2 separate regions of the Mus musculus genome follow, and region 1 is linked to region 2. Evidence: chromatin contacts called from public promoter capture Hi-C data. All regions are on one chromosome and are shown on one strand. The core of a region is the stretch at or near the end of the contact, and the rest is flanking DNA. Distances in the headings are between cores, read along the strand shown.

Region 1 (6,621 bases), core at 70-2,569, 840 kb after region 2:
TTTGGTATACTTTGGTTTGCAGACACTATAATCGACTTTATCCTTTTATTCTAAAGCAAACAGGCTCTAAGGGTCAGTCTAAGGCTCTGGAATTTGAGCCTAGTAGGCATGGTATCAGACACAAACATGTTCTAGGAGCCCAGTGCTGGCATTAAGGACAAATGTTGGCCCTAAGTCATAGCTCTAGAACTCTAAGCACTAAGGTCTTCTTCATAGAATTTCCTTCTATTGTTCTATTGCCACTAAGAGTCACAGAAATCATTCAAACACTTGTCAAAAATGAACAGTCGTTAGCCTTAGGAATTCTTTTTTTTTTTTTTTTTTTTTTGTGGTTTTTTGAGACAGGGTTTCTCTGTATAGTCCTGGCTGTCCTGGACCTCACTTTGTAGACCAGGCTGGCCTCGAACTCAGAAATCCGCCTGCCTCTGCCTCCCGAGTGCTGGGATTAAAGGCGTGCGCCACCACGCCCGGCTATTAGGAATTCTTAAGTCAAAGGCAAATCCCTATTTGAATGAACTATGGATTGCTGAGCGACCCAGTAGTCTGCAAGCGCAATGCCTATTTCCTATGTCTAGGTAATTCCTAGACTGATGGCAACCCACTGGGGTCCCCTTTCAGCAGATGGGAGGAAAACAGCCTGCTGAGAGCTAGCCTTTTTTCCTTTAGGAATATATTACCATTGCCTTTATCTAAAGCAATTTCTTTAAATTGCCCATGTCCTGCAAGGTTAAAGACAGTGGAGGCCCCTCTTGTGCTACTAAATCCCCCGGGGAAGCCTTCTTTCAAGCATTGATTCTACACACAGCCCTCTCCATCCTTCCCAAGGCTGGGTGTATAGCCCTGCGAGAATCCATGTGTGCTAGTTACTCATCTGATCGGACAGCCTCCGAGGTTTCAGTCGGTCTCTCCACCTTTTCCTAACCAGATAAGCTCAACTTGAGGGTAACTTCCAGAGCACGCTTCACTAACCAGCTGCAGTGGCAACCTGCGGCCCCGCTACCCTCGAGGCCGGCAGACTGCTCGCGAGCCGGGTGCTCACCCGAGGCTGGTCCTTGGAGATGGGGAAGAAGCGGCGGTTGAAGCTATCGGCCACTAGAACTGCCTGGAGGGGCGGCGGCGGCTCCTCCTCCGCACCTTGGGTTCCCCCGCCGCCCGAGCCGCCGCCGCCGCGTTTGCTCGCTCGGCCGGCCGCAGCGCCAGGCACCGCCGCAGTGGCTGCCATCTTGCTTCGCAGCCAGCACGTCCGCCGGGAAGTCACACGGCACGCAGTAGGGGACAAAAAGGACTCACAGTCAAAACGCGAAGGTGTAGTTGCAGGGAGAGAAAGAGGAAGGAATGCGCATGTGTGTACCAGCAGACCCCACCCACCCCGTGCAAGACCAGGGCGTGGCTGACCGCAGTAGGTGCTACTGGGAGGTGTATGCACCCCAGAGGGGTGAGATCCCACCGTTGTCTACTTAGTCAGTGAGTGCTGTTGGATTGGACAAGCTAAGAAGGCAGCGAGCTGGATAGGCTTGTGATCGCTGGGCAGGAGCCTACAGCTCCTCTGCCCAGAGTAGGATAAAATTTGTAGTTCTCAGGGATTGGAGAGATCACTCAACAGTTAAGAGCACTTACTGCTCTTGCAGAGGATCCACGTTCTGCGCCTGGCGCTCACGTGGTAGCAAGCAACTATTCACAATTGCAATTCCAGGGTGTCCGACACACTTTCGACCGGGCACTGGATGCCTGTGGAAAACACTCATCCACATAAATCTAAATATAAAATGAAGCTCCCCACTTGCAGTCTAGTAATCTAAGGGGATCTGGCATCTTTGGGAGGGAAACCACGATCTGCACAAATACTGGACATGGAGGCAGGCTGTAGATTTTTACTGAACACACACCTATTATGGGTGCTCCCTCCCCCCTTGCCAGAAATACGACCTAGAGCGACAGGCATTTCTTAAACCCTCAAATCGGAACCAAGGGAGCACGCCCAACTAGTGAGTGGAAAAACTGCTGCTGGAGCTCATCTGACTCCCATGGTTCTGAAAGAGTAGTAAACTCAGTGCTCCAAGGTATGCTAATCATAAAACAGATAGCGACATTCCTCCACCCACCGGCTTCCTGGGTTCAAAGAGTGTTAATTCAAAGAAAGTCACCCTGACCCACTCTGACCATTGCTGGAACCTGCAATGCAAATGTGCTATCGTTAGGGGCTCTTAGAAACTGTCTTGAGAGTTAACAATTACCAGGTATTCCTTGTGACACCTGTGACTCTGTACTTCCTTGTGACTCTTAACTGGTATTTTTGGTATTTTCCAACAACGCCCTTCCCACCTCCTTGAGTTGTGGTTCCTTCCTTTAAATACCCCCTTATCCAGCTACTCGGGGCGCCACAGTCCTCTACCCCTGCGTGGTGTATGACCGTGGGCCCGAGAGCGCTCTTGAATAAAAATCCTCTTGCAATTTGCAGCAAGACCGTTTCTCGTTGGTGATTTTGGGGTGTCGCCTCTCCTGAGTCAGAACGTGGGGGAGTCCTCACGTTGTGGGTCTTTCAGTTCCACAAGCGTTATCCCAGATGAGGCTGGATCTAAGAGCAGGAGTAAACTGGGTAGGACTGGGGCGTAGTAGCAAGCTTTTCAGGCTAGACTGAAGTGGAGCAGCAGGTTTTGGTAAAAGAAGCCGTGGCCGCAGTTTATAAATCAAGCTTAAGGCGGAGGAAGCAATGGCACGCAGGCTGGGCGTAATTCTGTCAAGCCAAAAATTCCAGTAAGTAATCTGCCCAATCAGCAACAGAACCTCTGCTAATCCCACAGCCCGCAAGTTTCGGCAACTCCCTCTGTTGCTTCCACCCACCTCCCCGCAGATGTTCTCCGGTGGAGTGGTGAGCCTATGTTTCTAGTGTATCGCTACTCGTTAGCTTCCTTGTGGAACCCAGAAACCTGTCATTTCTTCCTTCGCCCAGTTAATGAGGGTGCTATGAGGACAACGTTTGCTTCTGAAAACGTTAGTACAGAGAGGGAAAAGCTTAGTAAAAAATTTCAATTAAATCGAAGTCGGACAGGTCACCTAAGAGCGTATGCTTCCAAAACCGATTGAGACAGGGGGAATCTCAAGTGAGAGCTGTAGCAATGCCTCGTGACAACTGATCAAACAAGTAGGCAAACACGACCAAAATAAAATTAAGTATAAATATACCTTCTGGGGGACTGTTTGCGCTACAGATCTACATGAAGAAGAAAAATGTGCACTTGTGGGAACTTCTCATGCACACAGACTCTTGCTCAAACACGGGATCCCGGAAATGCTGAATGTGGAGTTCAGTGGCTTGAGAAATTGGGTAACACTGCCCTCTACAGATCAGTGTGATGTAGTGAGCCTTCACCAATTCCCAGAGTCTATGTCATAGACTTTATGACAAATGAAGTCTTCTTTTCTTTTTGCCATAAGGTCTCACTACATGTCCCTGCCTGCCCTGGTACTGCTCACTGTATATACCAGGCTGGCCTCCAACTTGTAGAGACCCACCCGACTCTGCCTCTCGAGTGCTGGGACTAAAGACGTGGATCATCATGCCCAGCCTATGAAGTCATTTTTTTACGTGGAGGTTTTCTGGACTGTGGGGTAGGAAACATCTGTAATGTATATGGAGGTCAGAGGCCCTGTAGTAAAGGAGTCTTTTTTCCTATTCTGAGATTCAGACTCAAAGACAAGTTGAGTTTCTTGAAGAGATTAGAACACAAGGTTTCTGAGACAGCATTGCCCAGAGAAAGAAATGATGATCCTGTGAGCCAGCCCAAGGTCTCCAGCCCACAGCGGTCAGAAGTTACTGGTATAGTGTGAAGTTGTTCCTGGCTAGCTGATTACCCAACTGCCCCAAGGAAGGTGTGTTCTTCGAAGGAAAGGAAAGGATGTAGACTGCCCTTGCTTGTTCAGTACTGTCCCAGTTTTATCTTTGAACATCCTGAGTCCTGGACTGAGGAAATCCTGAGTCCTTGGTACACTGAAGTGTTTTGGTCTCCATATAGGTGGCCACTAGGCATCAGTAATTTGGTCTGGGAACTCCTTCCTACACACATAATTAGTAGAAATGACCAGCCCTTCCCAATGCCTGCACAATATGTAGGTCACAGGAAAGCAACACAGTGATGCTTACTGGGAAATGTTGGTGACAGAAAAAAAAAAAAAACCCTTAATATAGCCAGAGATTGTCCTAAGTAAAGCCACCGTGGAAGCCAGCAGGTAACAATGAGGCTACACTAACAACACAGATCTGAGAAGTAAAAGGTTCTTTAGGTCAAGAGGACAGAATCTCTATCCTGGATGGAGGCCTCACATTCCAGGTCAGGAACTTGGCAAGGAACCACCCCTAGGAAGTCTGGGCTCTCTTTAAGCCGCACTAAAGAGTAAAATAATTTCCCCTTGATGAGATGCTGTGTTTTTTCTTCCTCTGATTCTTTTTTTTTTTTTTTTTTTTTTTTTTTTTTTTTTTTGGTTTTTCAAGACAGGGTTTCTCTGTGTAGCCCTGGCTGTCTTGGAACTCACTCTGTAGACCAGGGAGGGTGGCCTCAAACTCAGAAATCCGCCTGCCTCTGCCTCCCGAGTGCTGGGATTAAAGGCGTGCGCCACCACGCTCAGCTTCTTCCCCCGATTCTTAGCTCCAGTTCAGTCCATACAAGTAAACAGCCATGAAGTTCATTGGGTCTGAGTTAGGACTCAGGAAGGTCCTTTTTACTTTCTTTTTCAGATACTGGTCAAAAACAACTAAGGATACTTTCTTTGGTACTCTGGGCTGCTGCTGTTTCTGCCTCCCTCACACCCACCCATTTGGCTGTCTGTTCACCATGGCTCTGACTTGCATGCAGGCTCTAATGTTTTTTCTCCTCACCCCCACCTCCCACCAGCAAGCAGCTAATGGGTTTACAGCCTGCCTGCCCTGGGGTTTTTCTTTTAAACTCTAATTAAATTGTCCTTGAGCTTCTGTTTGAGTCCATTCTTGCTGGTAAAAGTGCCAACAAGACCTAATGACCTGAAATTAGTCCCTGGACCAAGATGGAGGAAGGAGAGAACTGACTAATGATGCCTACAGCTGGGCAAAAGAGGGGTAGACAAGAGTTTTGGTGCAGGGCTTGGAGTCTGAAGCAGGACCATGAGGGAGAAGCAGAGGAAGGTGGAGAGAGAAGATACCATGGGACGGTTGATAGGTTATTTCTCTGCCAGTGAAATGAGCCAATTCAAGCCAGATTAGATTATATTAAAGGCAGGTTTATTGGGAAGCTGCTCTTGGGTGAGTTCACTGGCCCCTAGGATTGAGGCCTGGGGAATTGCCATGGGTGGGGGGGGGCGGGGGGGGGGAGAAGATAGAAAGGGTTTACTCGAAGAAAAAGAAAAGAAGAGAGAGCAGGAGACTAAACGTCTGAATTATATAGGAAAAAGTTTCTGGGGGAAGGGCAGTCCAGAGCCGGGGCTGGAAAGTTCAGGGTTGGGGGCAGGGCAGGCCAGGAGGGGACTGAGGGATGCTGGGAGGACCTAGAGGCCAGGTCTGCATGATATGTAAAATATGCACCTCAGGCCCTTGCCCCAGGGTTCAAAAACAAACATAGGTGAATCATGAAAACATGGCCATGAGGCCATCTTGGTTTATATAGTGAGTTCCAGGCCAGTCAGAGTTATGTAGGTTAGAGAAAGGAACTGAGGTAACCACCATTGTGTAGAAAACCTATTCCATGAAACTGTAGCAGAAAAGTGTAGAGAAATATCTAGGCATTCAAACACAAGAAACATTAGAACCCTGTTGTGGAACTGCTCCGTGACCTGTTGCCTCCATGACTAGCACCAAGCAGAGACCGCCCATCTTGAGGTTCTCTTGATGCAGATTCCGCTCACATTCCCAGCCATCCACCCCCTGTGGTCAGCGGTCCCAAATCCCAGTAACTCAGTAAAATCAAAACTCTAGAGGCTTGTAATTTATACATCAGATTTATATCAGTAAATTCTCACCCCACAAAGTGCCCACACAATGAACTATGAGCCAATTGATATTGATATAAACTGCCCACCTAGATGGGACAAATTGTCCTGTAATTATCCATCCCTTGTGAGATATTCATAGCTACCTGTGGCTATTTAAAGCCACACAGAATATGGATCGTCCTTCTCTTCCTCCATCTCCTTCCCTTCTCCTCCTCATCCTCTTAACTCTTAGCTCCGCCTCCTTTTCCCCTGTCCAATCATAGGCTTCTTGTTTTATTAATATTTAAATTAATTGGGGGAAAATTCTGCTACAGAACCCCAACCAGAGGACACAACACACCATACTCAAGTCAGGAACACAAAGCTAAGAAACAATACAAGGGGCTGGGCAGTGGTGGCGCCCTTTAATCCCAGCACTTGGGAGACAGAGGCAGGTGGATTTCTGAGTTCAAGGCCAGTCAGGGCTACAAAGAGAAACCCTGCCTCGAAAAACCAAAAAAAAAAAAAAAACTTACAAGGGAAGATGCCAACTCAAAAAAGCAGAAGTATTAGAGTAAAGTCATTTGTCAGAACCCTCAAAGCCAGGACAGCATGGAATACTTTATTTCTAGCCCCCAAAGCAGCTAAATGCCAACCAAGAGTGGTATATCAAAGCTACCTTCC
Region 2 (6,543 bases), core at 2,031-4,530:
ACAACCAACCCACTACCCACTACCCCAAAGCCCTTGGGGGAGACGGAAGACCCCACTGATGTGCTCCGCCTGTGCTCTAGAAGCAGTAGCTCGGTGATCAAATCCTGACTCCGTTCTTCACACCAGACATCTTTACCTAACTTCCCCATCACATCCACAAACTTCTCAAAGGGTTGTTATAGAAGTGACGTAAGGTTCCAGCTGCCCAGTGTGCAAATCAGGCTCCTCTACCTTTCTCTAGTTCCTACTGCACATTATGTACACCATGCATGCTTTACAGGTATTCACTTCATCATGCATGCTTTGCATGTATTCACTACACCACGCATGCTTTGCATGTGTTTACTACACCACGCATGCTTTGCATGTATTCACTACACCACGCATGCTTTGCATGTGTTTACTACATGATGCATGCTTTGCATGTGTTCACTACACGATGCATGCTTTGCATGTGTTTACTACACGATGCATGCTTTGCATGTATTCACTACACCACACATGCTTTACATGTGTTTACTACACGATGCATGCTTTGCATGTATTCACTACACCACACATGCTTTACATGTGTTTACTACACGATGCATGCTTTGCATGTATTCACTACACTACACATGCTTTGCATGTGTTCACTACACAATGCATGCTTTGCATGTATTCACTGCACTACACATGCTTTGCATGTGTTTACTACATGATGCATGCTTTGCATGTGTTCACTAAACGATGCATGCTTTGCATGTGTTCACTACACGATGCATGCTTTGCATGTGTTTACTACACGATGCATGCTTTGCATGTATTCACTACACCACACATGCTTTACATGTGTTTACTACACAATGCATGCTTTGCATGTATTCACTACACCACGCATGCTTTGCATGTGTTTACTACACGATGCATCTTTGCCTGTATTCACTACACCACGCATGCTTTGCATGTATTCACTTGGCCACTCTTCTATAACTGCCAAATTTTTCTCCAAATAGATCATTGGTTTCTCACATCTCAGAACTTTATTATATTTTTACCTATGATCTCTTGATTTAGCTGTTATGAAATAAACAGATATATCTGAATGTTTTGAATTTGTTTTTGTTTGTTTTGAGATGGCCTCTCTGTTATGTAGCCCTGGTTGTCCTAGAATGTGCTATATAGACCAGGCTGGCCTGGAACTCACCTGCTTCTGCCTCCTGAGTGCTGGGATTACAAGTGTGCACTACCATGTCAGGCCATAAAATATACTTTAAATAATAGTTCCCCTTACTAACATTTCATTCCTTTAAAAAAATTAATTAATTTAGGGGGCTGGAGAATTAATTGGTTAAGAGCACTTCCTGCTCTTCCAGAGTTCAGTTTTAGCACCTGGTGGGGATTGGTTTTAATGCTTTGACTTTGTCAGGAATCTGTGTGTCCAAATGCTGAAGGCCCTTGTCTCCAACTGGTTTTTGATCGATCAATAAAGAGCCAACAGCCAACAGCTGGGTGGAGAGAGAGGCGCAGAACTTTTATATTGTGAGGGCTAGGAACTGGGAGAAAGGAAGACAGAGTATGGATCCCCTTGCCTGGGGTGAGAAGGGTGGGATGTAGGAGCTGCAGGAGAGAAAGCCTGGCCACTTCCGCTATTGGGCCTAGAGTAGCAGGGGGGAGGTTTAGGAGTGACCAGTCTTTGAGCTAGTCACAGCATATCATAAATTAACTGACATGTGTCTTTCATTCCAGAATCCAGATTGTTCCTGGGTGTGTGTGTGTGTGACCCTCTGGGAGCCAAAGCAGTGTGGCTTAGTTAAACTTGCAGCTACAAGCCTACCTGGGGCTACTTACCACTGTTTGTAACTCCGGCTCCAAGTGATCTGAAGGCTCCTTTTGGGTACTGAAGTCCCCCTTCCCCACAAACATACAAATAAAGTAAAACTTGAACTTAAAAAAATTAATTTAGCGTGTGTGCATACACCTATGCAGGTCCACTTGCCTTTGCATGTGTGTAGAGGCCAGAGGTCAGCTTCAGGAGTCTTCCTCTATCACGCTCTACCTTATTTATTTATTCATTCATTTACTTATTTATTTATTTTTGGAGATGGGCGCTCCAGGTTGGCCAGCACTGGAGTGTGTGCTACTCTTTGCATGGGGGTGTTGGGGATCTGAACCCAGATCCTTGTGTATTCTCTTTGAATACCCAGAAATTCTCTGCCATGCCTTTGCCTCAAAGCTCTGCAGAAGCTAGCTGGGAGCCACCCACCAAGACCTTAAACACCTTGGGAGTGCAGCCCCGCCTCCCTGCCTCCCCAGCTCCTTACTCAGCCTCATGCTTAGAACACACCTGGTAACTGCTTGTGGCATAAACAAAAGCTTCACGTATGCGATGTGGGCGGGGAGAGGTGGAAGGTGCAGGGAGAAGCCCTCTCCAAATGAGCCATTATGCAGAAAGGGTCATTGTTACAGGAGGCAGAGCTGGAGGCAAGCCCTTCTATCCACGAGGACCAGCGCCCCCAATTACACCAGCTGGCCTCAACTTCTGTGTGAGCCTGATTAAAAAGCACCCTCTCTCCAGTGTCTGGAAACCCCTGCAAGGAAAGTTTGCTGCCCAAAGTTGGCTTTTGACTAGAGTCTTAATAAGAGGCTTCAGCAGGCTGCGTGGAGAGACAATGTCACTTTAGAGGAGCAGCTGGAAGCGGCAGTTAGAAGAATTATTTTAATGAATACATTTCCTTTCAATTGTATGGGAATATCAAGATCCCATTAGAATGGGGAAGCAATTAGAACTAATAAAGATGAATGCGCAGTGCTCAGTGCATGTGGAATAACAAGCAGCCAACAAAGGGACTCCCTGAGCAGGCTCTAATCCAAGTGAGGCCGGAGCCAGCAGAGGGGGAGAGGCTCTGCTCAGCCACTCAAAGCCACCTTGTCCCCGCACATTCTGATCACGGCCTGGCCCACAAATGGTGTGAGTTGTGGCCTCCAAGGTGGGGAGGGGTGGCCCCCACCCCATCCTGGGTCAGCCTCTTGGGGGTTGAGATGGACTGTTGGCAGCCCCTTGGCAACAGCCATTCAAACCGGGCCTCTGGCTCCCAGCCAGCTTCTCGCTTGTCCCTCCAACGAGGCCTCATTGTGTCCAGGTGGCAAACGCCTTCTCGTGAACGTTCCTTAGAGGTTTGGAGAGGGACTGGGACAGTGAGGAGGGAAGAAAGGGTGAATGAGAAGGGGCCTCTGCCCTGCATCCCTCCTCTCCCCTCCTCCACGCCCACAGCCTGTGCCTCCTCTGAGTTTGGGGTTATGTTACAGTCAGTGGTGAGTCACAGGCAGCCAAACACAGAAGTACTGTTGCTTACACAATTGCTCTTCAAACAGCAACAAACAATTTTCATTACCCAAGTCAGATCAAATCATTCGCCTGGCCATCCTGCCTCTTCATAGCCACGCAAACAGGCCCAGAGCCTCATGCTTTGCCCATTCCGCTCTGACAGCACTGGGCTACGGTCTGCATTGGGCTCTGAGGACAGACAAAGCTCTTTCTCTCCTTCATTTGAGCTGGATCTGCTGCATGGCTGTCAAGAAAGGAACAAGAGAGACACAGTCACCTCTGCAGTGAGGCCCTGCTCAGTTGTGGGTCAGCCTGCTATTACCATCTGTGTGAAGCAAGGGCTGCCAGACTCCTGCGCCTGAGTTTAGAAGGTGTCCAACAAGATAAGTCTGGCTCGCTACCAAAGTATTCACTGGCCCCTAATGCAGTGTCTGTACTTGACATTTCTTTGTTTAATTTCTTTTGGCCAGACATTTTTTTGAACCAGGAATGTGTAAACTCACTCCGAAATGTCTGTATGAGAGGCCAGTTGCATGCTCATTACTAGTTTTTTTCTATTCCTTCTCTTAAAAAAAAATCTTCACCATCTCTTTAGGACCTTGAAATAACCCCATGGGATAGACAACCAGGATTCATTGAGCCCCGTGATGAGGAAAACACAGGCCCACACAAGGTCCTACACAAGGTCACAGAGCCACCAGTGGGTAAGAACCTGGCTCAGTACAGACTGACACCTTTCCCACACCTCCACAAAGTACAGACATTCCAGGAGACGTCACCCTGAGGTTCTTGGCTTCCACTGTAACTCCTTATCCCTACCCATCCCTACCCACCCCCACCGCACTGCACTAAGCACCAAGGGCTAGAAAGGGTACCTAGAAGATTTGTATCCACAGTCACCAAAGGGCTTGCTTTGCCACCAGCCCCTTTCCTCCCTTTCCATAGCTCAGATAAAGATTGTCTGAAAGGCTTTCAGGACATGGTAGATACGGTAAGAACTGGGAAAGATTGCCGAGTCTGTCTCCTTCAGTAGACACTGGCAAGGATAAAACCGTGTCTGTGCACCTGCCACGCCCCTGGCCTCCCACACCTGAAGGCCTACTCCTTGAACTTTTGATGTATAATTTTGGAGTGTAATTTACATGCTATGAGGTGCATGGATATATAGTTTGGCAAGTCGTAACTATTGTAGTCCTATACTGGAGAAACAGAGAATGTACATCTACACAAAGTTTCTGCTAATCCTTTCCAGTCAGATACACAGGACCCTGTCACAGGTGTCACCCTGGACAGGTGAGATCCTACTGCTGGTACCTTTTGTGTCTCTCGGTTGGTGTAACGGCTGCCGGGGTCACCCGTATGCTTCCAGTACTTTGTTCTTTTTCAAAAACTATGTATTGAAAAGCGAAATCATGAAATTTTCTGGTTAAGTGGATGGAGCTGGAAAAAATTATACTGAATGAGGTCACCAAGGCCCGGGAAGACAAACCAAACACTGCACATTCTCTCCCATCGGCTGATCCCAGTCTCGAGTCATCTGTTGTGGAGTTTAACTTGGAACACAAGCGGAAGCCAGGAAACTGGAAGGAGACACTGGGGTGCTTTAGGGGAAAGGGGCGATTATAAATAAAACAAAAGTAGACGAGTGGACCAGTGGGGGGCAGGAAGGCTTAGGCAGGGAGGGAATCGAAGGGTAAGGAGGGGGTTACCCAAAGGAAAGGGCCACAGCCAACTAAAAATGATAATTGGAGGGACTGGTAGAACACATGAAATATGAAAAGAGACGGGGAGGGGGGACACTAGAGGTTAAGATTTGGCCTGGGACAGGGCTTGGGGGGAGGGCGAGGACAGGCGCTAACTAAAACTAAGGGTAGATGGAAAAACTTTGTGGAAACCCATTAGTAAGTTAATTTCACATTTCATTTTTAAAAAGGTGTTCAAACGTAAATACCATGAATGGACAGACAATGTCACTCTCAGAATCCATGGGCTGTTAAATAAAAATCGCAGTACATGGGCATGGAATACTCCCTAGGAGTGAATGTCAGGCAGGCCCCAGAGGTCTCAAGCTACTGCCTTCATCTTGGTTAGCTATCATAACTCCATGGTGAGATCCTATTGCTGAAGACACAACGCACTTAGCTGCAGGGCAGAAAACCAATCCTAAACCAACCAGGAATGATTCCCCTTCCTAAGCAACACTGCTGGAAGATGCTGTGCAGGCTGCTGGGGAGAAACGGCAGCCACGGTTCCAGCCAGCACCAGATCCATGCTTTGTTTGTTTAGTTAGTTAGTTAATTAATTAAATCTTGGAGACAGGGTCTCTTTATGTGGCATTGGCTGTCCTAGAACTCACTATGTAGACCAGACTGGCCTCAAACTCGGAGACCCAACTGCCTTTGCCTCTGGGATTAAAGGTATGCATCACCACGCCCAGCCTAACTAACTGTTTTTATTAGACTTGAGGCCTGTTCTGCAGTACTGCAGTTGACCTGCTACTGTAGTTCTGATCAGAAACCCATGGCTAGAGGGACAGTAGGCTGTGGAGTAAAACTTGCTATTATTATTTTGCTAAATTGTCTTGCTGTTAAATTGACTGCTGAATACTTATGTTTACATCCACAGACCTGGGCTGCTCTCAACCATGGTCAGAGAATCTTCTTTTGGCAGTGGACAGCAGTCAATAGAGAGTAGCATTACTGGTTAAAGATCTGGAAATAAATGAGTTCTCAGCCCTAAAGGAGATGTCTGTATCATTGCCTGACTCTGAAGGCTCAGGGTATCACAGAAGAGGAGGTGGAAAGAGGAGCTCTGTGAAGAGCACACATCTGAACATGACTCCTACTTCCTGTACAGGACTTCCTGTACATCTTTCAACCCAACAGCCGCCATCTTCGGGAGTTCATATCGCCACAGCTGGTCTTGTTCACTGTTGACCTCTCATAGAAGAAGTGGTGGGAAGGGGTGGGGGACCCTCACCTCAGTAACTAGCCACTCCTCCAACAAGTCTGTACTGATTGAATGTGGCCTCAGGGGAAGCCTAGAAGCTCATAGGCCGGGAAGAGGTGGAGAGAGCCCCACTCTGGTGCCGTAGGGGGAGCCCTCATCCTAGTGGCATGCACATGCTCCATGCTCCGGTGCAGCATTGCTCTGTCAGTGAGCCTAATAGACTCACGGGATCCCCAGAGCAAACTTTGGTGGAATTGCACCTCGGTTCACTACTGAGATCTTGGGAG

What was found. Promoter capture Hi-C pulls out the DNA fragments that hold promoters and counts their contacts.
Region 1: a contact with region 2 is called in a promoter capture Hi-C map of the 3T3-L1 cell line, with 3 times the contacts expected there. The contact joins the promoter of Eif2b5 here to the enhancer-like site in region 2. A contact is called at or near these places in 3 of 39 promoter capture datasets (the 3T3-L1 cell line, liver and neutrophils), 2 of 484 Hi-C or Micro-C datasets (the Ba/F3 cell line and regulatory T cells) and 1 of 115 datasets of contacts at active chromatin or transcription factors (pancreatic cancer cells).

What each region holds. Positions count from the first base shown.
Region 1 is chr16:20,493,515-20,500,135 of GRCm38.p6, reverse strand. It overlaps Eif2b5 (eukaryotic translation initiation factor 2B, subunit 5 epsilon), which reads right to left and starts at 1,319. Exons shown (of 16, transcript NM_172265.2): 1 at 1,040-1,319. The coding sequence starts at 1,222.
Region 2 is chr16:21,336,303-21,342,845 of GRCm38.p6, reverse strand. No RefSeq gene overlaps it. Among named protein-coding and RNA genes, the nearest start is that of Gm16863, 43 kb to the right of the region's middle. Within about 2 kb of position 3,280, at least 196 of the 459 cell types and tissues checked have an H3K27ac peak or open chromatin away from gene starts, as enhancers often do. A contact at or near this core is called in the Ba/F3 cell line and pancreatic cancer cells, where this site is marked.